7 separate regions of the Mus musculus genome follow, and all the other regions are linked to region 4. The links are chromatin contacts, called in public Hi-C, HiChIP or PLAC-seq and Micro-C maps. All regions are on one chromosome and are shown on one strand. The core of a region is the stretch at or near the end of the contact, and the rest is flanking DNA. Distances in the headings are between cores, read along the strand shown. Region 1 has its middle 12 kb from the start of Gm39792. Region 2 holds the start of Mvb12b (multivesicular body subunit 12B). Region 3 holds the start of Gapvd1 (GTPase activating protein and VPS9 domains 1). Region 4 holds the start of Pbx3 (pre B cell leukemia homeobox 3). Region 5 holds the start of Hspa5 (heat shock protein 5). Region 6 overlaps C230014O12Rik (RIKEN cDNA C230014O12 gene). Region 7 holds the start of Rabepk (Rab9 effector protein with kelch motifs).

Region 1 (3,232 bases), core at 441-2,940, 450 kb after region 4:
CAGTCAGTGCACTCAACCCAGCCCTGTGTCCAAGCCTGAGCCCCTATAACTCTCCACCCTCTTGTCTCCCAGCCACAGTTCAGAACTCTGTATACCTTGATCCCCTTTGGTAGACCCTTCCTGACTCCAGTCCCACCCTGCCTTCCCACACCCCATCTCTCCTCTGGAGTCAGACTGGAATCCTCCAGAGGAGAAGAGACAGCAACAGCATCTGTTGATGGTGCTCTTGATATGCTCTTCCTTGCCTTCTGTGTGTGTGTGTGTGTGTGTGTGTGTGTGTGTGTGTGTGTGTGTGTATGAAAGCCAGATGTCTATGACACACATCTTCAATTTCCCTCCATCTTACTTTTTGAGACAGTGTCTCTCACAGAACCCAGAGCTTTGGGCTAAACTGGTGAGCCCCATGGATGATCCTGGCTCTACCTCTCTCTACCTGCAGCTCCCAGAGCTAGGGCTACAGGAGTGTGTAACCACACCCAATGTTTCACATGGGTGCAGGGGATAGGTTTTTACAGTAAGCATTTACAACTGAGCCATTCTGCAGGTTCTCTTCTCCATTGTTAATATGGTCCTTGTGTTTTCAGGGTTCAGGGGAGCCCAGCTGTTGCCCGGGCGAGTTCCCTGTCACTGAGCTGCAGCTCGCATAGTGAAGACAAAAGGCTCTTCTTCAACTATGGGAACCCAAATAACAGGTGGGAATTTCAAAATGACCTCACTCAGCCACCCTGGATAAAACTGAGGCGGTGTCAGCCATCATCAGCCCTTTCCTGTGGGGAGAGCTGCTGGGAGTTTCTTGGGAGTGGGGGTGGGGTAAGGCTTCTGTATTTGAGGGTCAGGAGCTCAGGTATGTTTTGTCTGGTTGGAAAGATTAACCAAGCAATGTATTTATGATCTGTGTGCTTTTCTATATGTATATCCTGAATTAAAAGGCTTTTTCTTATTTTGGTTTCTTATTTTAAGACTGAGGGTGTGACTCAGTAGTAGAACACTTTCATTCATCCCAACACACCACACACGTGTGCGCAAGTGTGGGCACACACACACACACACACACAGAGTTCTGTGGCCTGGGCAGGTGGAGCCCTCAGGGCAGTAGAGAGGGGTAGGTGGGTTTCTGTAACAAGTGGGGCATGGCTACCTGGGAGGCTGGTCAGGCCATTGTGCCCTGACTTGGAGAGCAAGCTTTCAGTCCAATGGAATGCTGACAAACCCCCCACCCCCACCTCCTCCTCCACCGCTAAGCACCCCACTGCCCGCTGGGACCCTGCCGTGGTGCCACCTGCCTCTCCTCCCCAACAGCTGTATTTTTCAGGTACAATATGACAGGCTCAATCTATTCCTGTTATATATTTCCCGGTAAATGGACAAGGTGAGAACAGTGTCAGTTCAAATCACTATCATGACACTTAGTTCTGATTTACGGCACCTTTTGCCGCAATCTTGAGAGCGCCGGCATCCGTGCTGAGCTGGATTGCCCAGCCAGGCCCCACGGGGTCAGTGTTCAGATCAGCTTCAATAAAAGAATTTAGGGTAAGGCGGCCCCAGGTGGGCAGGGGGCAGGCTAGGGGACCCAGAGGACAAGCTGGGAGAGATGCAGAGGCCACCATTTTCTCCCACGCCTCCCTCCCTACGACTCTTTGTCCCAGGTCCTGTGGTTTGCAGCATCTGGGAAATTTATGGCGACTCCATAAACGGGTTTTACAGACAGCTGTTAGAGCGTGTGGAGCAAGGCCTGGCTGTCGGGGGACCTAGTCTCAGGCTTACAGCCAAGACACTTAAATATTATGGCCACACATATATAAAAATCGTGCTAGGCGCGTCCTCTGCTGCCTCCCTCCTCCTGACCTGGGAGCCAGAGAACGGCCAGAGAATAGCGGCTGCTTGCAGCTGCTGCCTCTGCAGAGACAACTGCCCCCAAACCCCTTGCTCCAGCCCGTGCTGTGCCTCCATAAGACAGCCTGGGCCGGAAGCATGGATGCAGGCGGAGTTGCCTGAAGGGCAGAATCAGATTGTGGAACCCCTCCTAAGCTTTGTCTCCCTGGTCCAGGCTTCCTGGACCAAGTTGTCTGAGCCTCCAAATCTTGTTATTGCTGTCAGCACTGTTTTCTGCCTTCCTATTCCTCCGGTCAGTTTCTATTTTCACTACCCTTCCAGAACTCCAGTTAACACTGCCTTCCTGGTGGTATTGGTCCCGTCTCCCCCCCCCCCCCCCCAACACACACACTCCTGAGTCACTTCTCTGGTCATAAATGCTCGGAGCCCCCTTGGACTTCTTCATAACATCTCTAACAATCGCAATGAAATAATTATTAGTGTCATTATCTGTTTAATGTCTGTCTTCCCCACTGGACAATAAAGCACAGGAAAGTGGGGTCTCAGTGGTGTACAGAACCAGGTACTTGGGAACTATACACTGAACGAATGGAGGTGAGCGTGTGTGTGTGTGTGTGTGTGTGTGTGTGTGAATTAATGGCTCATGACCCTCAGACAGCACGAGGCCACAGGGTTCTGTTCCGATAAGCAGGAGAGAGCAGAGAGATCAGCAAGGGGAGGCTTTGAGAGAAGGTACCCCAGCCTTCACAGTACAGTTTTCTTGCAAGAGAACCAGTTGAGAGACGTAAGATGTGAGACAGGGCTGCTCCCGTAGTCTCTGAGCCTTTTCTTCACAGTGAGGCTAGAGATGGTTTCACAGGGTTGTGAGGGTCAAATGCACTTAGTATGTGTAACAAAGAGCTCTTGATGCTACATAATGACTACACAAGGCTTGAACTCAATAATTCCAGGCAAAGTTATTTATGGGGGGAAAGCCATTCCCCCAGACACTTCTGCTGCCTCTGAAGCCACATTGTGTTATTGCATCACCCCCGTCTGAGTCATTTGACCAGAAAAGAATATATGACCCCACTGGAGCCAATCATAGTGGGGCTCGTAACCTATGACCCCTGGCAGGCCAGTCAGATGGCCTCTCCTGGGACTGAGGAACTATGAGAAAGGCTTGTTAATAGGTTCAGAGAGAGCCAGCCTCTCACACCCATAGCCTGGGATGACCCCCTACTTCCATCCCAGATCGAGGAGGAAGTATAAGTGGTTTAGATTTGTCTTGTCACTAGAATATACTGGATGTGTGATTTGGGGATAGGAACTTAGCCTCTGTGAATATGATTTCCTTACCCTTGAAATAGAGACTATTACAAAAAAAAAAGTGAATTGAATGATAACATGTGATAGAATG
Region 2 (3,347 bases), core at 131-2,630, 480 kb after region 4:
ATGTCAGTGTCTTAGTCAGGGTTTCTATTCCTGCACAAAACATCACGACCAAGAAGCAAATTGGGGAGGAAAGGGTTTATTTGGCTTACACTTCCGCATTGCTGTTCATCACCAAAGGAAGCCAGGACTGGAACTCAAACAGGTCAGGAAGCAGATGCAGAGGCCATGGAGGGATGTTCCTTGCTGGCTTGCTTCTCCTGGCTTGCTCAGCTTGCTTTCTTGTAGAACCCAGAACTACCAGCCCAGAGATGGCACCACCCACAATGGGCCCTTCCCCCTTAATCACTAATTGAGAAAATGCCCCACAGCTGGATCTCATGGAGGCATTTCCCCAACTGAAGCTCCTTTCTCTGTGATAACTCCAGCCGTGTCGAGTTGACACACAAACCAACCAGTACAGTCAGATATGGTGTTGATTCTCATCATGGGTAGTTAACGGGTAGGCTTTGGGGAGAGCGGTTTTCTTGGCCCAGATGATTCTGGGAAATGGCTGCCTAAACAAATGAACCAGGCTTTTGTTTGTCTTGTCTTACTATGGGACTTCCCAGAAGTGTCCATAGAGTCTCCCAAAGGTGGACAGATGGGTGTCACACAACACTTACTTTGTTAGACAGCAAGCATTCTTCATAAAATCACATATATTCAGGTCTCTAGGGATTGGAACTCTGCACTTGAGTTCTTGGTGGTGTTATCTCTGTTAGATCTTGATATCAGGGTTATGATAAACCTGGAAATATGTTTTTTTTTTCTTTTGCCTGTAGCAAGTTTTTGTTGGAGACAAGGTCTCTTTTCAAATCCTCTGTGGCTTTCGGGCAACTCACTATGTAGACCAGGTTGGTGTTGAACTCACAGAGATCTGCCTGCCTCTGCATCCCAAGGGCTGGAATTAAATGGAGCACCACTGTGCTGGGCTCTGTACCAGTTAAGAACACAGATTGTCTGTTTCCTTATGGTGCGTTTGGACTTGTTATAAACCCATTTGGATCAGTGGTGTTTCTGAGTGACACAAGTACCTGGATTGTATGCACACATTTGAGAATTGTCCCCACGGGATCTTTTCCTTGACAGCCTGCTTGGCACCATTTGCTTCAGGAGCTGACTATTTTGGAAAAGCACAGGATGTGTGACTATGAGTCCCGATGCCTGAGCAAATCCAAGCCGGCTACCGTGTGATCCTCTGTTTTAAATATCCCGTTTAGCACATGTCCCCTCCAGGGCCTGCAGGCCTGGCTGTGTAGGGGCAGGTGGTTCAGGGATCAAAGGCTGCTGATGCCTCCTTTTCTTACAGCCTGAGGGTCCTGCTCCATTTCTTCCTGACTTCTGTACCTTTCCCCAGGCACTGCAAGGGCAGGCATGCTACACTAGATCCCTCCTCAAGGCTTGCCCCCAGGCCTCTGTGGGTAAATCATTTGCCCAGCAAGAGGGGCAAGCTGAGACCTGCTCTGAGAGTGGGGTCAGTCTGAGGCCCGGCTGCACCGCATTAGGTTAGCCGGATTGTGGGCAGAGCAGAGGGGATCGCCCCGGGGTGCAGTCAAGCCTACAAGGGACAGGTGGGAAGGCGTCTCTGCAAAGGGCCACTCCGGGCCTGCAGGCCTGGGTGTCAGAGCGTCTTGCAGGGACCTACAGCTGGGCTGAGCGGTGGACGAGGGGGACGGCGAGGCCTAGCAGAGCCGAGCGGAGGCCGACTGGGGGCGGGGACCGAGGGCACCGGGGGCCACAGGGCGGTGCGCTCCCGGGCTCCGCCGCAGGCTGCACGCCCCTCCCGCCCCGGCCCCGGCCCGAGCCGCTGCTGCCGCCGCCGCCGTCGCTGCCGCCGCCAGGCCGCGCCCCGCCCCTCGCCGCCGCCGCTCCCGGGGAGGCTGCGCTCGAGCTGCGGCGCCGGCTGCAGCCGCCTGGGCCCCGGGCCCGGCTCCTCCCGCGCCGCCCGGGCGATGAGAAGCTGCTTCTGCGTCAGACGGAGCCGGGACCCGCCGCCGCCGCAGCCGCCGCCGCCCCAGCGGGGAACAGTTAAGTGAGGCCCGCGCGGGAAGACGGGCGGGGACGGGCGGGCACGGGAGGAGCCGGCCGGGCCCAGGCCTGCGGGCGGCTCGCCCAGCCCCGCGTGGGGACAGGCCCCGTGAGGGCGGCCTCCGCCCGGCGCGGTGCCGCAGGCTCTCGGGGGGCTCCGGCTCGGCCTTGCGGCGGGAGCGAGCTGGGGACTCGAGTCGCAGCAGCGCTCCGAGGGTGGAGCCAGGTGAGGGGCGACGATCTCCACCGGGGCACACGCTGGGGACAGTTCCCTTGACTCGCCTGGCCTGGGGTCCGGCTCTCAGCTGTCACGTGGGTGCGGATGAGCGCGCACCTGACCCTCAGACATCATTACCTGGGGGCACCCGAACTGTAGGGCACCTGTCTGCAAGGTGACCAGCCATCCAGGAAGCGTGGTGGGCATGTTGATTAGCCTCCCCTTGCAATGACTCCAGCCAGGGCAAGTGAAGCCCAAGGGACTGATTAGCACCGCACCAGGGACCACATCCTCAGAGACAGACACAGTGAATAAGGTAGAGCCAGGAGCATCTTTGTTTTCTTTGTCTTTAGCACACAGCTGTCCCTAAATTATCAGCCTGTTTCTTCTGTCCCCTGACCCCAACGACCTGTTCAGCAAGACAAGGCAGGCCCAAGGCAAATGGCCATAGCCCCTACTCCCTGCCCCCACGGGAGACCCAGAGCGCCTGGATTTCAGCCACATTGGCAGACAGCAGGCAAGGCTCCTCTTTCAGGGCCTTTGTCTCTGGTGATGCCTTGTTGGGGTAATCGCCTATGTTTCCCGACAGCTGGTTGGATCCTATCTCCCTTTAACAGGGCTGGCGAATCTTATCAGCTGCCTTGGGAAAGTTAGAAGATAAGCCCTATAGAAACCTATACTAACTGAAAAACTCCAAGCAGACAAGAGGTTAGTTACCGGGGATGGTGTCATCTTTCTTGCCAGCTGGGAAATCGTTTGGGGGTGCTTTGAGAACTTGTACCACACTCATATTTAACGGGGTCTCTCTGAGAATTACGGCTACTATAGGGACCCGGGAGATTGACTGACAGAGTGTCAGCTGGGTCATTGAATATAAAATCACCCTTTCTTGTTTACATCGCCCATTCCCTCCTCTGGTATTTATGTCCCTGTTACAGGCTAAAGACCTTTGTCGTGCCTGTATTGGTAGACCTAGACTACTCTAGAATATTATTAAAGTTAAGTTAATTGAGTTTAAGGACGAAACCCTAGCCTGTGTCTGGCTTTTCTACTCACAGTGTGTGGCTTGTGAAATGAATGAAGCCTTCTGAGTCTCCATTTTTTTTGTCATGTAGACTAAAGA
Region 3 (3,255 bases), core at 3-2,502, 380 kb before region 4:
TATGTGGGGTGTTTGGTGTCAAACTCTGGTGGTTCGGTTTGGTGGCAAATGCCTTTACTTGAAGGTTTCCTTTTGTGTCTTTGAAAGCCTTTCTTCAAGCTGGGCAGTGGTGGCACAAGCCTTTAATCCCAGCACTTGGGAGGCAGAGGCAGGTGGATTTTGTGCTCTGGAGCTCTGGAGCCTTTGAACACAATCTTCTGTTCAAGGGGGTTTTCCCTTATGCAGTCTACAAATTTTATATCCTCCCCCTCTCTTTTTCTGGATTTTTTTTCTTTTTCTTTTTCTTTTTCTTTTCCTTTTTTTTTTTTTTTTTTTTTTTAAACAAGATTTCTCTGTGTAGCACTGTCCTGGAACTTGCTCTGTAGACTAGGCTAGCCTTGAGATCTGCCTGCCTGTTTTTGCCTCCGCCTGCCTGTTTTTGCCTCTTGAGTGCTGGGATCCTGACTCATCTACCTTGGAATCTAGTCACAGCCAAATCTCTTTTCCTTTCTTTCTTTTCTTCTTTGGCCTTTTGAGACAGGGGCTCTGTATAATCCTGGTTATCCTGGAACTCTGAGATTGGTCTGATTTTGCCTTCCAACTGCTGGGATTAAAGTCATGGGCCACAAAACTCAGCCTAGGTCTTGATTTCTTAATTCAATATGGTCTCTTTCTCTGGAATCTCATAACACTTTGTAATTCTTCATAGCACTTTGTAATTTAGTTTATTGTTACAAAACTCAATCTATGGGAGATACTCTCCACTTTATATTGTAAATTGTATCCACTTGCTTTTTCATCTGGTTGGTGCTTTGTACAATGTAACAGACCCGACTGATAATCTTTAATTGAACTCTGTTGAATGGCAACATGGTACCAAAGACATTTTACTTGATACCCACAATGCTATTGTAACAAAGTAGCAAATAGGAAGCAAATTGTGACAAAAGAATTTCCTTTTGAGGCAGGGTCTCAAAGGATAGCTCCCGCTGGTCTAGACATCCTGTGTAGCTCAGGCTGGTTTAAACTTTTGTCTAATTCTGAGACATTTGCTTCAGCCTCCCAAAGGTTTTAGATTACAGGTGAGAGCTACCATGCTAGTTCAATTCTGATGATTTTTAAAGGAGGTGTATGGAAGACGGGTGGAAAGCTGTCTGGGATCTGATTTATGTTTGAATAGTTGGGAAGATGAGTTTTCACTTCCCCCTCCCCCCACCTTGGGGGCGGAGCATGAGACTCGTGGTGTTGCAGGATATATTCATTGTCTTCAATATTTTAAAGGGCTGTCAAGTGGGAACCAATTCTCCTTGCTTCCAGGCAGAATAACTACCTGCAAAGGGAGGAAAGACAAGGGAAGCAGATTTCAGCTCAGCAGAAGGCAGAACTTTCTAACATTTAGAGCTGTGCAACAGAGAGGAGCAGGCTGTACTCCTGAGAGGTAGTGAGCTGATACTGGAACATCCGAAACAGAAGTGAGACGTGGAGGCCATTCCTGCTTGGGTGGGAGCTGCACCGATGACCTTTAAGGTATGTTCTAGCTCTAAGGTTTCTGGGACTGTTCACTTCTGCTAACTTGACGCGTCCTTTCATTTTTTTTTTTTTTTTGAAAAAACAAAACCGACCTAAGCCTATTTAATGTAACACAGTTTACAGTTTATTTAATGTAATGTTATTTTTAAATAACACAGTTACAATAAAAATCGACAAAACGAGAAGTGGGAAATTATATTTATAAGTTAAAAATGAAGATACCGTCCAATTGGCATAGCTTTTAAGTGAAAGGGGAAGAGCGAGAGAGAGAGAGAGAGAGAGAGAGAGAGAGAGAGAGAGAGAGAGAGGAGAGAGAGAGAGAGAGAGAGAGAGAGAGAGAGAGAGAGAGGCTGGCTATTGGATGATGTTCCGAGCAAGAGAGGAGTGTCATTTTTCTTCCACCCGTCTTCTCTAGCACCAGGTACACGGAGACGTGAGGGCGGAGGATCGGCGTACAGGTCCTGGCAAGGCGGTTCGCGACCGGGAGCGGAAGGGCGGCCGTGGTCCGGACCACCGATCCCAGGGGCCCCCGCGGCGCCGCGCACGCGCACTGCTGAGGGGGCAGCGCCGCCGCAGGAGGCAGGGAAACCGACTGGCGATCTGTGGCGGCGGCTGGGCGGCGGTGGCAGTTCGCAGCGAGGGCGACGGCTCCGAGGCCGAGAGGCAGTCCAGCGAGGACCTGGGCGCCGTCCTCCGCATGACCTCACCGGTGAGTGCGCGTCCCCGGCCGGTCCGCACCGCGTGCCCCGCCGTCTGGCCTAGCACCGCAGCCCGCGCCTGACGGCCGCCCCGCCCCGGGCCCCGGGCCTGCCCCGTGCCCGGCGTCGCTCGGGTGGGAAGCCGCGCGGCCGGGCCCCGCGAGAGGGGTGGCGGCGTGCGGGTTCCGGCAGCCTGCCTGAGGCGGCGGGGACACAGGGCGCATGGGGGGGATGGGGTGGGAGCGCGACGGGGCGGGAAGGGGCGCAGTAGCGCGGGTCGCCTCTGTGGGCGTCCGGGGCAGGTGGGCAGCCGAGCCCGGGAGGCCAGGAGCGGACCGAATGGCTTGGGAGCGCCGCCAGGGACGCGCCGGACGCTCCGGGCTGGGGACGCCGTGCACCCGCAAACGCGCGCCGGGCTTGGCGTCTGTGCACTTGCTGCTGGTGGTCTTGAAGTGTCCGTTCTGTCCATCTCTCTTCTTTCAATTGTCGACTTTTATTGACGGACAGAATTGTCACGGGTGCTGCCTGGATAGACCTCAGAAACGAGCGGGATCCAAGGCATAATTCTAAATAAAGTGAAATAAGGTGAGGAGTCAGATAAGCGGTAGGAACGACGAGGACTCTGGTTTTTTTAACGTTAAGACTCAATTAAATTAAACTTAATAAAATGAAAATTTTGAGTTTGAGCAAAAAGGATGAGGTCTGGGAACTAGAGCTTCCAACTCGTGGTTCCTCGGTGCATTGAATGTAGATAGAATGTCTTTAGTGAGAATGAAGGTAAAATTACACCTTTATTTACAAACCAGTAATTGAAACTGTTGCCTTTAGTTATAAAAACAAGTACCAAACCACAGTAGTATTAGCAATCCCTGTGAGTTTGTCACCAATAGAATTTACAGATATTTTTGTGTTATGTTTACAGTTGGAGCATTCTCAAAATATCATGTTTGTTGATGGATTTCTTTGAGTCTGTGAGTTTCTGCTATATCTTATCTTATGTAATAAGATGTAGCTATACATACATGTCAGTTTTACATTTCATAATATG
Region 4 (3,228 bases), core at 592-3,091:
AGAGGTAAGAGCCACCAGTTAAACACTTAACCTAGGGTCATCTCCATGGGTTTAAAATGAGATCATGTTGAATCCTCAGCCTGAGAGATGAGGACAAGATCAGCCTCAAGACTCCACCGGAGGTGTAGGTGCGGATTCCAACACCGTTTAAGTCTTTAGTCTCTCTTGGGCAGAAGTATAATGGATGAAGAGGTGTTACAGGTATGTAAATCTGTTAGGTGAAGTTGACTACAGCCGAAGGGGTCAATTTGTCAGTCCAGTCCATTTCTAAACAAACTTGTCTGTAAGACTATTGTCTCGCTCTCCGCAGGTTCCGCACACCTGCCAGGGTAGTCCCCGGATCTCCAGGACTCGTCGAGTGTGCAAAGCGCAGTTAGCTTAGAAAATAGTCCTGGATTTCACTCTCTCCAGGTGACATGTTTCTGTGACCTTTCCATTTGCTAGCTTTTCAGAGAAGAGCTCTGTCCATGCGAAACCACAGGCTCCCATTCTAACTGGTCACTCCTTGAGGGACAGACAGCGCAAGGCCCTACTGCCAGCGCTAACTCCTTGTGCTGAGTTCGGGTTACCATAGCGACCGTGGGACGGGCAGGGCTTTTAGACCCTTTTCCCGGTCTCAGCCCAGGACTTTCGAACGCTCCAATTGGGACAACCCTTTCTTGGCTCTGTCCCGCCTCGTTCGGCGCTGAGCGCAATGCGATTGGCCCTGTGCTTGAGGCCTTGTGCCCAGAGGGTACCACCTCTTGATATGAAGAGCGGGAAAGTATCCCAGGCACTGTCCGAGGCGTGAAGCTCATCTCATGCAATGGGGGACCACGCTGTCGGCTACGGGTACACTTTATTCGGTCCTATATAACACCTCTAAGTCCCCAACTGCTAATAATAGGGAAGGAGCAGGATCCGGGGACAACACTTTGCTGGCTGGACTGACCGACCATCTGTGGAGTGCCGGCGCGAGTAGCCCATAAGGCTCCCGGGCTGGCTCTCAGGCACCCCACAGCAGAGGCCAGAGGGGACGGGCTGCGTTCTAGGGGCGGGGCCAGTGGCGGCGGCGGGAGGCGCAAAGCCCAATGAGAGAAGGCTCCGCCTCCGGAGGCGGGGCATCCGGGGCGCTCCCCCGCCCTTCAGCTCTCCCTGCCCCTCCCCCCGCGGGCGCCGGGGCCGCAGTGAGTGAGTGGCACTGGCAGCCTGTCAATCCCTCAGCCGAGCGGCCTTCGAGCCCGGTCCACAGCGGCTGCTGACTGGGTGCGCGGCACCGGAGGTGGCGGCGGCGAGTTCTCCCGCCTCATCAATCTGCTGTCCGCCCGGCGTGCGGCCCGCCGGGGCCCTCCACCGGGCTCCGTGTCCCCGCCGCGCCGGCCCGCCCGCTCCCAAACTTTCCTCCTCCGCCCCTCTCGCTCCCCGCGGCCCGCCCGTCGGCCTCCTTCTCCTCCTCCTCCGCAGCCCGCCGCCGCCGCCGCCGCTCCCTCCCTCGGGGCCGCCGGTGCTCCGATCCCGCCCGGTTGAGGCGGCGGCGGCGGCGGCAGGCGGCTGAGGGAGGGGACCGTTCTGGCTGGCGCGGGCGGCGGCGGCCGCGGCGTCCCGGCAACTCGGCTGGCGCTGAGGACCAAGTTGTGCGGGGCCGCCCGGCGCGGCGAGGGGCGCTGAGGAGGCAGCGCGGCGGCCGCGTGAGGGCAGCGGGCACCACCGCCTCCGCCTCCGCCGGCGAGCGCGCCGCTTCCGCCCGCCGCTGTCCTCAGTCTCCTCCGCGGCGGAAGCCGGAGCCGGACGCCGGTCCGCGTCCCCTCAGTCGCGGGCCGCGCCGGGCCAGGCCGCCCCCTCCCGCGCGGGCGGGGAGCGCGCGGCCGCCTCCCCCTCCCCCTCCCCCTCTTTCTTCTCCTCCCTCGCCGCCGCCGCCGCTGCCGCCGCCGCCGCCTCAGCCTTCGCCTCCGCCGCCGCCGCCCGCTCCCGCCCGCGCGCGGCGGGATGGACGATCAATCCAGGATGCTGCAGACTCTGGCCGGGGTGAACCTGGCCGGCCACTCGGTCCAGGGGGGTATGGCTCTGCCGCCTCCCCCTCACGGCCACGAAGGGGCGGACGGCGACGGCAGGAAGCAGGACATCGGCGACATCCTCCACCAGATCATGACCATCACCGACCAGAGCTTGGACGAGGCGCAAGCAAAGTTGGTGTCGTCTCATTAAGCATCTTTTGTGTGTGTACGGGAGCCGGGCTCGGGTCCCGGCTGGCTCCCGGGACCCGGGCCTCAGTTGCGGGCGGGAACTTTCTCCGCCCGCCGGGCACTTGCTGTGTCCCCCATCGCGCGGGCAAAGTTGCTCGCCGGGCTCGGGACAAACTCGATCATTGCTTCGTCCGTGCCCTGCTGCCCGCCCCCCTCCCCAGATTTAAACCTCCCGCTCGGACCCCAGCGCGCTCCGCGTCCCAGCCGGGTCCGTGGCCGCACCGCAGGGAAGTGCAACTTTCTCCGCCTGCCCAGACTCCGGGCACCCACTCCCCTCGGCCCAGTCCGGGGTGACCGGCTGCTTCCCCGCACAACCCTGTGCGGGAGCGCCAAGTTCTCTAGAGGGAGGGCCGCTTGGCAAACTTTGCGGAGCTGTCACCCGCTGATTATTAGCCGCCCGCTGGCCGCTGCGCCCGCTCCTCTTGTGGAGCTTGGGCGTTGGGGTTCCCTCCGCTCCGGTCTGGTCCCTTGGGTCCCGCCGCGGCCCCCGGAGCGGAGCCTCATGCACGGGTCACTCCTGTGTACGCCGAGGCTTCTGTCGAGCCAGCAGATGGGTCACGCTGCTATCGGGCTGGAGCTCTCAGCCGCTAGAGCTTGCCGCCAGTTGCGAACTAGTAAACTTGAGTTTTTGTTGACTTCCCGTGGTTCAAAGGAGCTTTTCCAAACTGGGGGCCGGTTTTAAATCTTGGGTCTAACTTAAAGGAAGGCGCCATATTATTCCAATAGGTGATGCTAATACCTTTGTGTTTTGCTATTTGTTTTTTAGGAAACATGCTCTGAACTGTCACAGAATGAAACCGGCGCTCTTCAGCGTCTTGTGTGAGATCAAAGAGAAAACAGGTAAGACTCTGCTGCTCACAGTGGGCCTGGAGACCCCCGAGGTGGGGTCAGATCTACTCCTTCGACTCTCCAGTTGAGAGCTGCTGCTTTTGGGCACCGCCATCTTTGATCATTCTTTGCTTCCCACCTCCTGATCTTGAGAAAAAAAAAACAAACCTGCAATAAA
Region 5 (3,651 bases), core at 427-2,926, 400 kb before region 4:
CACTTCTGTCACTCTTATCAACTAGTCAAGCCACAACAGTTTCTAAGTCAGTTTACTGCTATATCATACGCTTTTGTCATTAGAATTAAGCAGTGGTAACTCATAAAGGCTGACTAGCATATACCTTGACCTCCCACAAAACACTAAATCACTAAAAGTTAAGATTGAAAGGTTTCTGGGGCTGGTGAGATGGCTCGGCAGGTAAGGGCACTGACTGCTCTTCCGAAGGTCCTGAGTTCAAATCCCAGCAACCACATGGTGGCTCACAACCACCCATAATGAGATCTGACACTCTCTTCTGGTGTGTCTGAAGTCAGCTACAGTGAAATTATGTATAATAATAAATAAATCTTTAAAAAAAAATTGAAAGGTTTCAAACCATGAAGGCTTCCCTACACAAGTCATCGAGGGGGAGCAACAGCAATCAAACACTCAACACTGTTTCACACGTTATTCACCTTCTTTCCCAAATACGCCTCAGCAGTCTCCTTCATTTTAGTGAGAACCATGGCAGAAATTTCTTCTGGGGCAAATGTCTTGGTTTGCCCACCTCCAATATCAACTTGAATGTACGGTTTAGTTTTCTTTTCAACCACCTATGGCATAAAGTAATTTAAAGGTAATTTTTCCGAAGAGGAAACAATGACACCACAAACGATTTAAAAAAAAAAATCCATTTCCTCCCTCCCATAGCTTGATTCATCTCTGTCCCTTAGGGGGAAATCACAACTAAAACTGAGCACAGCTGTATTGTAGATAGATCGACAGTTTTAGTCTGTTTCAACTTCTAGACATTGTTAACAGTGTGTCATGTTTTATAACACACTAAAAACGACTAGATGTAAAACCGTTACATAAATTCCGAACACATTCTTTTAAGTCCTTTGAACAGTGTTTTTGGCCAAGTGGCAACCCCTAAATACTCCTATCACCCCAGCCGCCCCATTAGCATGAGAAAAAAAAAACGGGTCCGACCTTGAATGGCAAGAACTTGATGTCCTGCTGCACCGAAGGGTCATTCCAAGTGCGTCCGATGAGGCGCTTGGCATCGAAGACCGTGTTCTCGGGGTTGGACGTGAGTTGGTTCTTGGCCGCATCGCCAATCAGACGCTCCCCTTCAGGAGTGAAGGCCACATACGACGGCGTGATGCGGTTGCCCTGATCGTTGGCTATGATCTCCACGCGGCCGTTCTTGAACACACCGACGCTGACGGGGAAACCCCACAGAAAAGGAATCAGCACCTCACTTTCTCACGCTGGCCCCGGAGGCCACGCCCCACTCCTCCCCACCCCCTCCTCCTTCGACGGATACCACTTACCAGGAATAGGTGGTCCCCAAGTCGATGCCGACCACCGTGCCCACATCCTCCTTCTTGTCCTCCTCCTCGGCCCGCACCGCGCCCAGCAGCAGCAACGCCGCCGCCACCACAGTGAACTTCATCATGCCGGCGCTGAGGACCAGTCGCTCAGCAGTCAGGCAGGAGTCTTAGGAGTCCAGCAACAGGCTGTGGCCCCGAAACGCGACGACGGTTCTGGTCTGAGGGCGACAGGGGCCTCGGGGTCAGGAGGAGACACGAAGCAGACTCGGAGCAGGCCTAGCAGCAGGCCGCGGCGCTTACCTCACACACACGCAGAAGCCCAAGTGTCCAGGTCAGTGTTGTCTCGGCCAGTATCGAGCGCGCCGTCGCCGACTCGCCTTATATACCCTCCCCACAGCCCCGTCGTGGAGGCCTCCGATTGGTGAAGTCGCTACTCGTTGGAGGCCGCTGATTGGTCCATGCCACCAAGCTGGCTGCTGCCGATTCGAAGCGGCCTCCTCCGCAACTCACGTCATTGCTACGCCCCCCGGGCTGACTCATTGGCTACTGGTCATTCTTAACGGCCACCAATGAGAGGCAGCATCCGCCCTGAGCGCTGGTCCTATTGGTTCAGCAGCTGCCTGTCCTTCGGGTGACCTCTCACCCCGAGACCGTTTCCGCCGGTAACCGTTCAGGTCCTCCCCTCACGCCAGGCCCCCGGGGACTGGAGTGGGGTCTGCGTGTCAGTTCCCTCGGGGTCTCCTTTTCTGTCTCTCACTCTGAAGAAGTACGCGGCCTTTCTCCTCCTCGATTCCCCGCGTCCTGAGCTGCCCGGCCTCAGCTGTGATCGCCCTCCCCAGCCTCCACACGTTCTCGGATGTCCCAGAGTCCAGGCCCTGTTACTCGCCCGGCCTGCACGTCTCGAGCTGGGGCCTGATCTGGATTCTGCCTCGCTGAGAATCCTGGTGCTTCTCAGCTAACCGTGTTTCTCCTTCACCCCAAGGCTAGCCGTATGTGTCTTTCCAGGCCTTTCGAATCTTCCCTTTGCCGGGGTTAAGTCCCAGGATTGGCCTGGCCAATTGTAACCTATTCCCTTTCTCCGCCGCGGAGATTCAGTACTATGGTCAAACGAGCACTTTCCACCATGAGATGTATCTTTTCTTCTCTCTCTCTCTCTCTCTCTCTCTCTCTCTCTCTCTCGTAGCGCCTTATTGTTCGCTAACCTGTTCTAGCATAGCATTTCCATTTATGACACTGGTTATTATTTATAAGTCCTTCCTCTTTCCCTCTTCCTTCTTGACACCACCCTATTCGACTCTTGGAATAGGGCTGATAATGCTAAAGACGTTTAGCAGACAAAAAAGTCTTGCTGATGCTTTACTCTTTTATAATAGTATGTTGGGGGACAAACAAAACAAGTTACTACTTGAGCTTATTATGTACTTCATTGTTTTGTTTTATGTATTTTGAGAGGCATTGTACACAGGCCCAAGCTGGTCTATAACTACTGATCCTCCTATGTGTTTTCCATGTGTCATTTATTCATATTCAAGTCTTGGTACATTTTTCCCATTTTCCAGAAGAGACCATTGAGACCAAGAGCGATTAAATAGCTAGAATGGTCGATTGATAAGTGCTGAGAATATAGTTAATAACCCGGTTGATTTTACTCCATAATTTATACTATTGATTCCCACCACCACCACCCTTTTTTGTTGTTTAAAGACAAATTTCATGCACCCCCAGTCTTCAAACTGTGTAGCAAATGACTTTGAACTTCTGTTTCTTCTATCTATACCTCCCAAGTGCTGAGAACTTCAGGCATAGGCATGTACTACCATGGGACTTGCATCTATGCATGCTACACAACTGACATCTGTCTCCAGGCCTGGAGCTCAACATGTCCACCAGGCTGGCCTTGAACTCTCAGGTCCACCATCTCTGCACCCCAAGTCCTTATAGACATGCTTATGAAGGCTACTTGGGCCATTTATTACAGGCAGGAAATGACTCCAGTATTCCTATTAAATGTATTCTGAGCTTCATAAGTACACTGTGCAAATACTACTAAAACATCACACGCACAGTCACTAAAATGTTGAGCCTATGAATCAGTGTTCAGGAATTTTTTTCCTTTCTCATTCCTCAAAGATTAGTGACTCAGTCAACTCCATCCTTGCTATAGAAGTTGCATCACACAGCTCTTTCAGTCAGGCTTGTAATACTGTCATAACATTGATCTTCCTTTGGGTTGCATCAGACTAGTATTAAGATAGAATCACTAAGCCCAATCTACTGGTGCACACCTTTAGTCTCAGCACGTAGGAGGCAGAAGCAGGGGATCTCTCTGAGT
Region 6 (3,194 bases), core at 578-3,077, 340 kb after region 4:
GCACCTGCATTGCTAGCCTGGCACCTGCATTGCTAGCCTGGTGCCTGCATTGCTAGCCTGGCACCTGCATTGCTAGCCTGGCGTCTGCATTGCTAGCCTGGTGCCTGCATTGCTAGCCTGGCGTCTGCATTGCTAGTGTTTTCTACCCCCAGTCTTAAGACTGGAAGCTTCCTGGAGGAAGGGCAGGTTGGCCATCTCTGTGCCAGCCACTCAGCATGTCTTGAGAGGAAGTTGTTTGTGACTCACTCAAAGGGCAAGGGGTACATGCCAAGGGAGTTGAAAGCTGGCACCTGTGTCAGGAAAGGACTGGGTCATCCTCTGAGAGGCGGGAATTCAAGATCATGATATCATCACTACTGAGTCTTGTTGTCATGCACAGCTGTGTGTGCACCGTCTCTAGACGCCCCCACATCTACTCCCTATGTTCACACTGACCCTCAGGCATAAGGACTGTGAGGAACTGCCCCCAGGTTACCTGGGGAGGGCATGGCAGCAAGGATTTGCCTTTGCTGTCTGTTCTGCTTGGCCCCAATGCCAAGGCTCCTTCTTTTCAATAGATCTTCCCAAGACCTGATTGGGGGTATAATGCCAACATGGCCTCCACCGGAGACTAAGCAAGTCTTCTGCTTTCCTTTATAAAAATATTCATATAGTAACAAAACGAGTAAGTAGGTCTTTGGGATGTCTAGACAGGGCCATGCCCAGGGGTCCTCAGACTTGGTGGACCATGAGCATAGCCATGAGTGTAGGGATGAAAGACCACGCTGTCCTGGATTGCTCCCCGCAGATGTCAGACTCTCTGGAGAGAAGCCACCTCTGTAAGTTTCAAGGCTCCCCCACTGAGGCTGGCTGTGTTCAAACTTTAGTGCTTGTTCTGGCTAGTTTTATTAAACCAGCTGGTTCGTTACTTTGGCACAAGCTAGAGACATTGGAAAGGAAGGAGCCTCAATTGAGAAAATGCCTCCATGAGGTTAGGATGTAGGCAAACCTGTAGTCAGTAATGTGGAGCATAAGCTAAATAAACCCTTCTTAATTAGTGATTGATGGGGGATGGGGTGCGGTGGGGAAGGCCCAGCTCATTGTGGGTGGTGCCATTCCTGGGCTGGTGATCCTGGGTTCTAGAAGAAAACGGGCTAAGCAAGCCAGTAAGCATCGTCTGCCCATGGTCTCTGCAATTAGCTCCTGTCTCCAGGTTCCAGCCCTGTTTGAGTTCCTGTCTTGACTCCCATCAGTGATGTATGATGTGGAGGCAGACCCTAAGTAAACCCTTTCCTCCCCAAGTTGGCTTGGTCATGGTAGTAAAGCATCTAAGACAGTAGTTTTCTTGCCTATCCTAAGGGTTCCATCCTCACGTCAGCTTAGAGCTGCTTCCCTCTGGATTTAATTAAAGTCCTGAGTCCCTGGGGTGCTGTGGCCCCTTTGGTACCAGACTGACCTCCTGCAGGCTCTCCTGAGCCTCTGTGCCTCTTAGTGCTTAGCCAAGTTTCTTTGGTCAACCATTGGACTAATGACTAGCCAGGCGTGGGCAGTCATGGAAGGCAAGATCTCAGCCCCGCCTAGGTTCGGAAGCCTGGCCAGAGAGGCACCAGTGCAGACATGGATTGGAATGCCAGGCCCCTTCTGAACCTCAAGCTTGCTGGAGAGGTGGGGTGACTTCATCTCTTGACTTCCCAGGCGGTTCCCTTAGCAACGGGGCCTCGCTTTGACAGCCGCCTTTGCAGACAGTCTGTTTTCCAGAGGGGGGCTCTTTACCCTACTGCCTTTCACTCATTAAGTGAGAGTCGCTGCAGGGGTGTGAAGCCCAGACTCCCTGCAGTCTCATAGAGCCAGAGCTGTACCCACAGCCCAGCCTATCCAGGCTGCCCCTGGAGCCAGCAGCCCACAGACTGATCCTGTCTCTACAGGTCTGTTGTCTGCCGCGCAACACACATCTTGTGGCTCCCACGGAACTGAAGCCGGCTTCTCTACCTTCACCCTCTGCCCCCTCCTTGCTTTTTCTACCTCCTGACTTCTCTCTTCCCACCAGCACACCTGCAATCCACCTGTCTTTCACACTCACATTAGCAGTTAAAGCGTCTGTGCTGACATTTGATGATCTTAATATAGGCCCTGGTGACAGAGGAACAAGAAGAGCACAGAGTTTGCGCATTGCTGGAGAGTAGACTCCTCCCCCCGAATCCCTGACTCCTCCCCACAGTCCCTGTCTGAGCTCAGAAATCTCCCCTTCCACATTGTGGGGAGGGCTTCAACAGGTCCCACAGACTGTGTGGCGTGTGATGGCTTTACCTCCTTCGTGTAGCCTTCTCCCTCCAGATGACCAAGAAGGATGATAATAAAACCTACCACCAGGGGTCAGGTTCATCGGGTGCCCCCTTTGTGCCCTACCCAGGGGGCATGTACCCCCAGGTTAGTGTTAGCATGCAGCTAGCAGTTACCCTACTTCACAGATTAGAAAAAGGAGCTTCGGACATACTTAAGGTTAGCTAACATGGTTAAAGGAGAGAGTACGACGGTGAGCTGAACACGTGCCATGCGTGGTTAGCTGGCCAGGAAGAGGGGTGGGTCACTGGGAAAGTAGGGGAGGGGCATCTTGAAGGACGCTGAGAGGGTGGAGACGGAAGGCAGAAATGGAGTCGCAGAGATGGTGAAGGAAAGTCACTACACTGGAGTGTCTCAAGAGGAGGGTGGAGTCAACGCTTCTGGGACTCAGAAGAACAGGGTCACGTGTCTGAGCAACACTGTTGGTGACCATGAAAGGCACAGTTGATGAAGGGGTAGAAGACACTAGATCTTCTAAGCAGTGGGCAAAGGTATTTACTGAGAGAACAGGGCCATCAGGGAGGCCATTCCCCTGGGAATTCTGGCCCTGGGGTACAGTAGGGAGAAACGGATACCTGAACCTCATGAACCGCTATTTGCTCGATCTGTAGGCAAAGAGCGTGTTGATGAGAGCCACCAGGACAGGACAGGGGCTCCAGTTTGGACTTGGTATGGTTGGGTGGGCCAGGAGAAAGTTCTACTACCTCTTACCCTCCAAAAGGAGGCAGGATGAAGCCCAATTGGAGGAGCTGTGACTTCAGCAGTCCCGGGAAAAGAGAGGGAGGGGTTGAGGAGCACAGAAGCTGTCCGAGTGTTTGTGACCTCTTCACCTCCTGGACACATACCCCAAGGAAAACAATTGAAAAGATGCAAAG
Region 7 (3,319 bases), core at 486-2,985, 430 kb before region 4:
ATTTGTCTTGGTTGGTTTGTTTGAGTCATCTTTTTAGCCCCTTGACTCTCATTTTTAAAAACAGAATTCAAACATCCCTCCAAGAACTTAGAATGTGATTTCTAGTCTAAATGAATTGGTTTCTACAATGTAAACCATCTGATAGTCCATTTTTTCTTGATAATATACCCTTCCAGCATGGCTTCTTGGTGTAATCCAAACCAAAAGGCCCAAGGCACATTCTGGAGCTCTGAGAAGGACTCGCTGTCTAAATATATGTTGGGCACATGGCAGAGCCAACCTAGCCCTGATTCTCTCCAGAAGGAAAGCAGAGTGAGGGGCTGGCGAGACGGCTCAGCGGGTAAGAGCACTGACTGCTCTTCCGAAGGTCCCAAGTTCAAATCCCAGCAACCATATGGTGGCTCACAACCACCCGTAATGAGATCTGACACCCTCTTCTGGTGTGCCTGAAGACAGCTACAGTGTACTTACATATAATAAATAAATCTTAAAAAAAAAAAAAAAAGAAAGCAGAGTGAGTGCATACCTCTAAATTCTTTGGCAGTCTATGGGAGCTTTCTGATAATTACAGGCAATCACAAAGACTCAGGTATTGGAAATATAATGGCAAAGTTGTGAAGAGAGCTGTAGCCCAATTTTACTTTGTCCATGAATTTTGGTTATATTTTCAAGTAACTAAATAAATAAATTGGAGTGGGAGCATTGTAAATCTTTTCTGTAAATCACAGCATTTGTATGGTGGAGGCAGCAGAATCAGGAGTTCAAGACCATCCTCAGGTATACAGTGAGATGGGAGGCAAGCCTGGACTGCATGAGACCCTGTCTCAAAATTAAAACCCAAGTTTTTCTTTTACTTGCACTAGTAAATTCTCTAGACAGCTGTGTTCCGATATTGCTATTCCCATTCTATCTATGAGTAAACTAGGGTTCAGAGAGGAGCAGACTCGTCAGACATTTCCCATTTAGTGCGGGAGCTTGTTTGAAGCCAGTCTGTCTTCCCTCTCCCACTAAAGACACACTACTTCTGTTTCTAGGCTGTCTTGAGTTCTGAGGGAAGTTAGTGAGCTCAGAGTATGGTACTCTGTTCACACATAGGCACATAGGCGAGCTATCTTTGTTTTAGGAAAGTCACGGGGCACCTATAGCTAGGACATAGATCAGAGAGGATGCAGATGAAGCTGTCAACAGAGGTAGTTTGTGTCTAGATAAAAATAATCACGGCTTTTACAAAGGACCAGCTCTGGGCCTCCATAAAAATTCCCGACTACAACCTCTATGGAAATCTTAAAATTTGTGTGTCGCTGAGAGAAGACACCAAAAGTATTAATAACTTTCCCCAAGAACATACAGTGTCAATGAACTTTTTATTCTTCAGCGTTTACAATAGGACCTCCTAGTTGTCCTTCGTGTTTAATCTCTCTGCTCAGCCTGTGAGCTCCCGGAAAGCCCAGGGCCTGTGGTCTGGAACGTGCTGTAACCACAAACAGCGATTATGGAAATAACCCGCTTTAGGATCCACAGTTTGAACCAACCTCAAACCTGCACAGGCAAAACCTAGCATCCTATGGCATGCAGGAAATCTCACTCGGGAGCCTGAAGCAGAATTCAAGGTCAGCCTGGCTTACGTGAGTTCCAACCCATCCTTCCCCTTCAGAAGTCACTACTAAGGACTGCTGTAACAAACTCCGTCGGGACCCGAAATTGGAGTTATGGACCGGATGCCAACCAGTACGCAGAGTTCCGGGAGGCCCTGACTAAGTTTGGCGCGTAGTCCCGGAGACCCGGAGGCGTAGAGCGGTTGGCCTGGACGCGCTTCCGGGACTGGGGAAGAGGACGGGCTCCTAAGCTCCGCCCCATGGGTGGAGCCACGTCCAGGACATGCGGGGGCTGCGGCAGGTAATAGGTGCTGGGCTGGAGGTCTCTTAAGGCAGTAGGCTTGAACTGGGTGGGAGGGGTAGTACCCATGGTCTCCGGCCGGTCAGTTTTGGGGAAAGCTGGCAGCCATTTCTCCCTGACCCCGACTTCTTTCGCGCGGAGATGTGGCCGGCAGAGGGGACGCAAAGGAGGTGGCTAGGAGAGTCCCCGCCACGCCGGCCCCTCTAAGCTCTGGGCTGACCCTGTGGTCATTAGCCTAGCCCGCTTGTGGGCCTCATCGGCCCAACTCTCCTTTAATTCCCTTTCTTCATTCGTTTGTCCTTCACTTCTACACTCTGCAGGTCCATTGGTAAGTTATCGGAATGAATCAGAAGGCCGGACATGCTAACATTTTGGAATCTAGTTTCGATACTTTTCTGTTACTTTTATTTTGAGACAAGTCTCACTGTGTAGCTCAAGCTGGCCTCTGCTGCCTCAAGCCTCTCTAGTGCCATGTAGTGCACCACCATGCCTGGCCGATTACAGACTTTTAAATAGATAGTTACATTCAGGGATGTAAGGGTGTAGTTCAATTGGTAGACTGCCTGCCTATCGAGAACTTAGCCCTGGGTTTGATCTCCAGAAGGCATAAAAAGGTATGGTGGTGTTTGCCTGTAATTCCAGCTTTTGGGAGGTGGCAGCAAGAGAAGCAGAAGTTCAGGGTCATCCTTGGCTACATAATGAGTGGGGGCTAGCCTAAGGTACATAAGACCGTGTCTCTAAATGAGTAATGAGTTTAAAAGAAAAGATAATTACGTTCAGAATGACTCCTGTAATATGGTGGTTAAATGGATACAGTCATATATATTGTGGTCTAAACCCAAGTCCTGATTAAGCCTTCCTGCCGAGGGTGTATGTGATGTATATTGCTAATCCCTGAGGCAGGAGCAGTAACTTGAGAGACTGGAAAGGGGTAATCTCTTTAAATAACCTTTGAAATTTTCTGGGACTTGAACCCAGAGCTTTGCCCATGCTAAACAGACACTCTACCACAGAGCCATGCCAACTCCTTGAAACTGGCTTTAAATATCCACTAGCAGTGTGAAAATTTACAGGAAGGAAAGATAGGGGCGGCAGTAATTACCACAGAATGCTTGTTAATTTTATTAAATTCCCACTGGGTGAGGCAGTGCAAGTTATGAAAGTCAGAGGAGCAACAGAAAGCCCAGTATTGCAGGCAAGGCCCCAAAAAGCCACAGAGTGAGATCCTGTCCGAAAATAACAGCAAAAAGATAGAGACCAGAAAACTTGGTTTCTATGGCATGCTAGGGCCAAGGTGAGGCAGGGTTAGCCCTAGATGTCCTAGAACTCACTATGTAGACTAGGCAGGCATAGAAATCACAGAGACCACATGCCCCCACCTCTGCCTCACCGGTGCTGGGATTAAAGGTGTGCACCACTATGC

What was found. Hi-C and Micro-C count contacts between places; a contact is called where the count stands out from the background. HiChIP or PLAC-seq counts read pairs in DNA pulled down with a chosen protein or histone mark.
Region 1: a contact with region 4 is called in an H3K4me3 HiChIP or PLAC-seq map of embryonic limb bud, with 4 times the contacts expected there. The contact joins the enhancer-like site here to the promoter of Pbx3 in region 4. A contact is called at or near these places in 9 of 115 datasets of contacts at active chromatin or transcription factors (embryonic basal ganglia, embryonic forebrain, embryonic hindbrain and 5 more) and 2 of 9 other capture datasets (embryonic tail and embryonic trunk).
Region 2: an H3K27ac HiChIP or PLAC-seq map of VIP interneurons shows a contact between it and region 4, with 11 times the contacts expected there. The contact joins the promoter of Mvb12b here to the promoter of Pbx3 in region 4. A contact is called at or near these places in 10 of 39 promoter capture datasets (the 3T3-L1 cell line, the HPC-7 cell line, cranial neural crest and 5 more), 5 of 484 Hi-C or Micro-C datasets (cerebellar granule neurons, cortical neurons and embryonic stem cells), 15 of 115 datasets of contacts at active chromatin or transcription factors (SST interneurons, VIP interneurons, astrocytes and 11 more) and 5 of 9 other capture datasets (adipose tissue, embryonic stem cells, embryonic tail and 2 more).
Region 3: a contact with region 4 is called in an H3K4me3 HiChIP or PLAC-seq map of embryonic stem cells, with 6 times the contacts expected there. The contact joins the promoter of Gapvd1 here to the promoter of Pbx3 in region 4. A contact is called at or near these places in 1 of 39 promoter capture datasets (the 3T3-L1 cell line), 1 of 484 Hi-C or Micro-C datasets (embryonic stem cells), 2 of 115 datasets of contacts at active chromatin or transcription factors (embryonic stem cells and pancreatic cancer cells) and 1 of 9 other capture datasets (adipose tissue).
Region 5: a contact with region 4 is called in a FOXA1 HiChIP or PLAC-seq map of pancreatic cancer cells. The contact joins the promoter of Hspa5 here to the promoter of Pbx3 in region 4. A contact is called at or near these places in 2 of 484 Hi-C or Micro-C datasets (both in embryonic stem cells) and 4 of 115 datasets of contacts at active chromatin or transcription factors (effector CD8 T cells, embryonic stem cells, memory CD8 T cells and 1 more).
Region 6: a contact with region 4 is called in a Hi-C map of the N1E-115 cell line, with 16 times the contacts expected there. The contact joins the enhancer-like site here to the promoter of Pbx3 in region 4. A contact is called at or near these places in 9 of 39 promoter capture datasets (the 3T3-L1 cell line, cancer-associated fibroblasts, cranial neural crest and 5 more), 8 of 484 Hi-C or Micro-C datasets (the AML12 cell line, the G1E-ER4 cell line, the N1E-115 cell line and 5 more), 18 of 115 datasets of contacts at active chromatin or transcription factors (the 230-238 cell line, the NIH/3T3 cell line, acute myeloid leukemia and 13 more) and 2 of 9 other capture datasets (adipose tissue and pancreatic islet).
Region 7: a contact with region 4 is called in a Micro-C map of embryonic stem cells, with 9 times the contacts expected there. The contact joins the promoter of Rabepk here to the promoter of Pbx3 in region 4. A contact is called at or near these places in 1 of 39 promoter capture datasets (neural stem cells), 2 of 484 Hi-C or Micro-C datasets (embryonic stem cells and muscle stem cells) and 2 of 115 datasets of contacts at active chromatin or transcription factors (both in embryonic stem cells).

Annotation. Positions count from the first base shown.
Region 1 is chr2:33,918,714-33,921,945 of GRCm38.p6, reverse strand. No RefSeq gene overlaps it. Among named protein-coding and RNA genes, the nearest start is that of Gm39792, 12 kb to the right of the region's middle. Within about 2 kb of position 1,690, at least 35 of the 459 cell types and tissues checked have an H3K27ac peak or open chromatin away from gene starts, as enhancers often do. A contact at or near this core is called in embryonic limb bud and embryonic tail, where this site is marked.
Region 2 is chr2:33,885,979-33,889,325 of GRCm38.p6, reverse strand. Mvb12b (multivesicular body subunit 12B) reads left to right here and starts at 1,380. Exons shown (of 10, transcript NM_175184.4): 1 at 1,380-2,006. The coding sequence starts at 1,932.
Region 3 is chr2:34,753,229-34,756,483 of GRCm38.p6, reverse strand. Gapvd1 (GTPase activating protein and VPS9 domains 1) reads left to right here and starts at 1,252. Exons shown (of 27, transcript NM_001356441.1): 1 at 1,252-1,506; 2 at 1,925-2,218.
Region 4 is chr2:34,370,658-34,373,885 of GRCm38.p6, reverse strand. It overlaps Pbx3 (pre B cell leukemia homeobox 3), which reads left to right and starts at 1,841. Exons shown (of 9, transcript NM_016768.2): 1 at 1,841-2,165; 2 at 2,989-3,062. The coding sequence starts at 1,966.
Region 5 is chr2:34,770,115-34,773,765 of GRCm38.p6, reverse strand. Hspa5 (heat shock protein 5) reads right to left here and starts at 1,676. Exons shown (of 9, transcript NM_001163434.1): 1 at 1,620-1,676; 2 at 1,320-1,537; 3 at 976-1,207; 4 at 459-596. The coding sequence starts at 1,444.
Region 6 is chr2:34,026,179-34,029,372 of GRCm38.p6, reverse strand. The region is part of intron 2 of C230014O12Rik (RIKEN cDNA C230014O12 gene); the gene reads left to right. Among named protein-coding and RNA genes, the nearest start is that of Gm39793, 65 kb to the right of the region's middle. Within about 2 kb of position 1,827, at least 40 of the 459 cell types and tissues checked have an H3K27ac peak or open chromatin away from gene starts, as enhancers often do. A contact at or near this core is called in the N1E-115 cell line, cerebral cortex, embryonic limb bud and 2 more, where this site is marked.
Region 7 is chr2:34,798,328-34,801,646 of GRCm38.p6, reverse strand. Rabepk (Rab9 effector protein with kelch motifs) reads left to right here and starts at 1,735. Exons shown (of 8, transcript NM_145522.4): 1 at 1,735-1,896. The coding sequence starts at 1,879.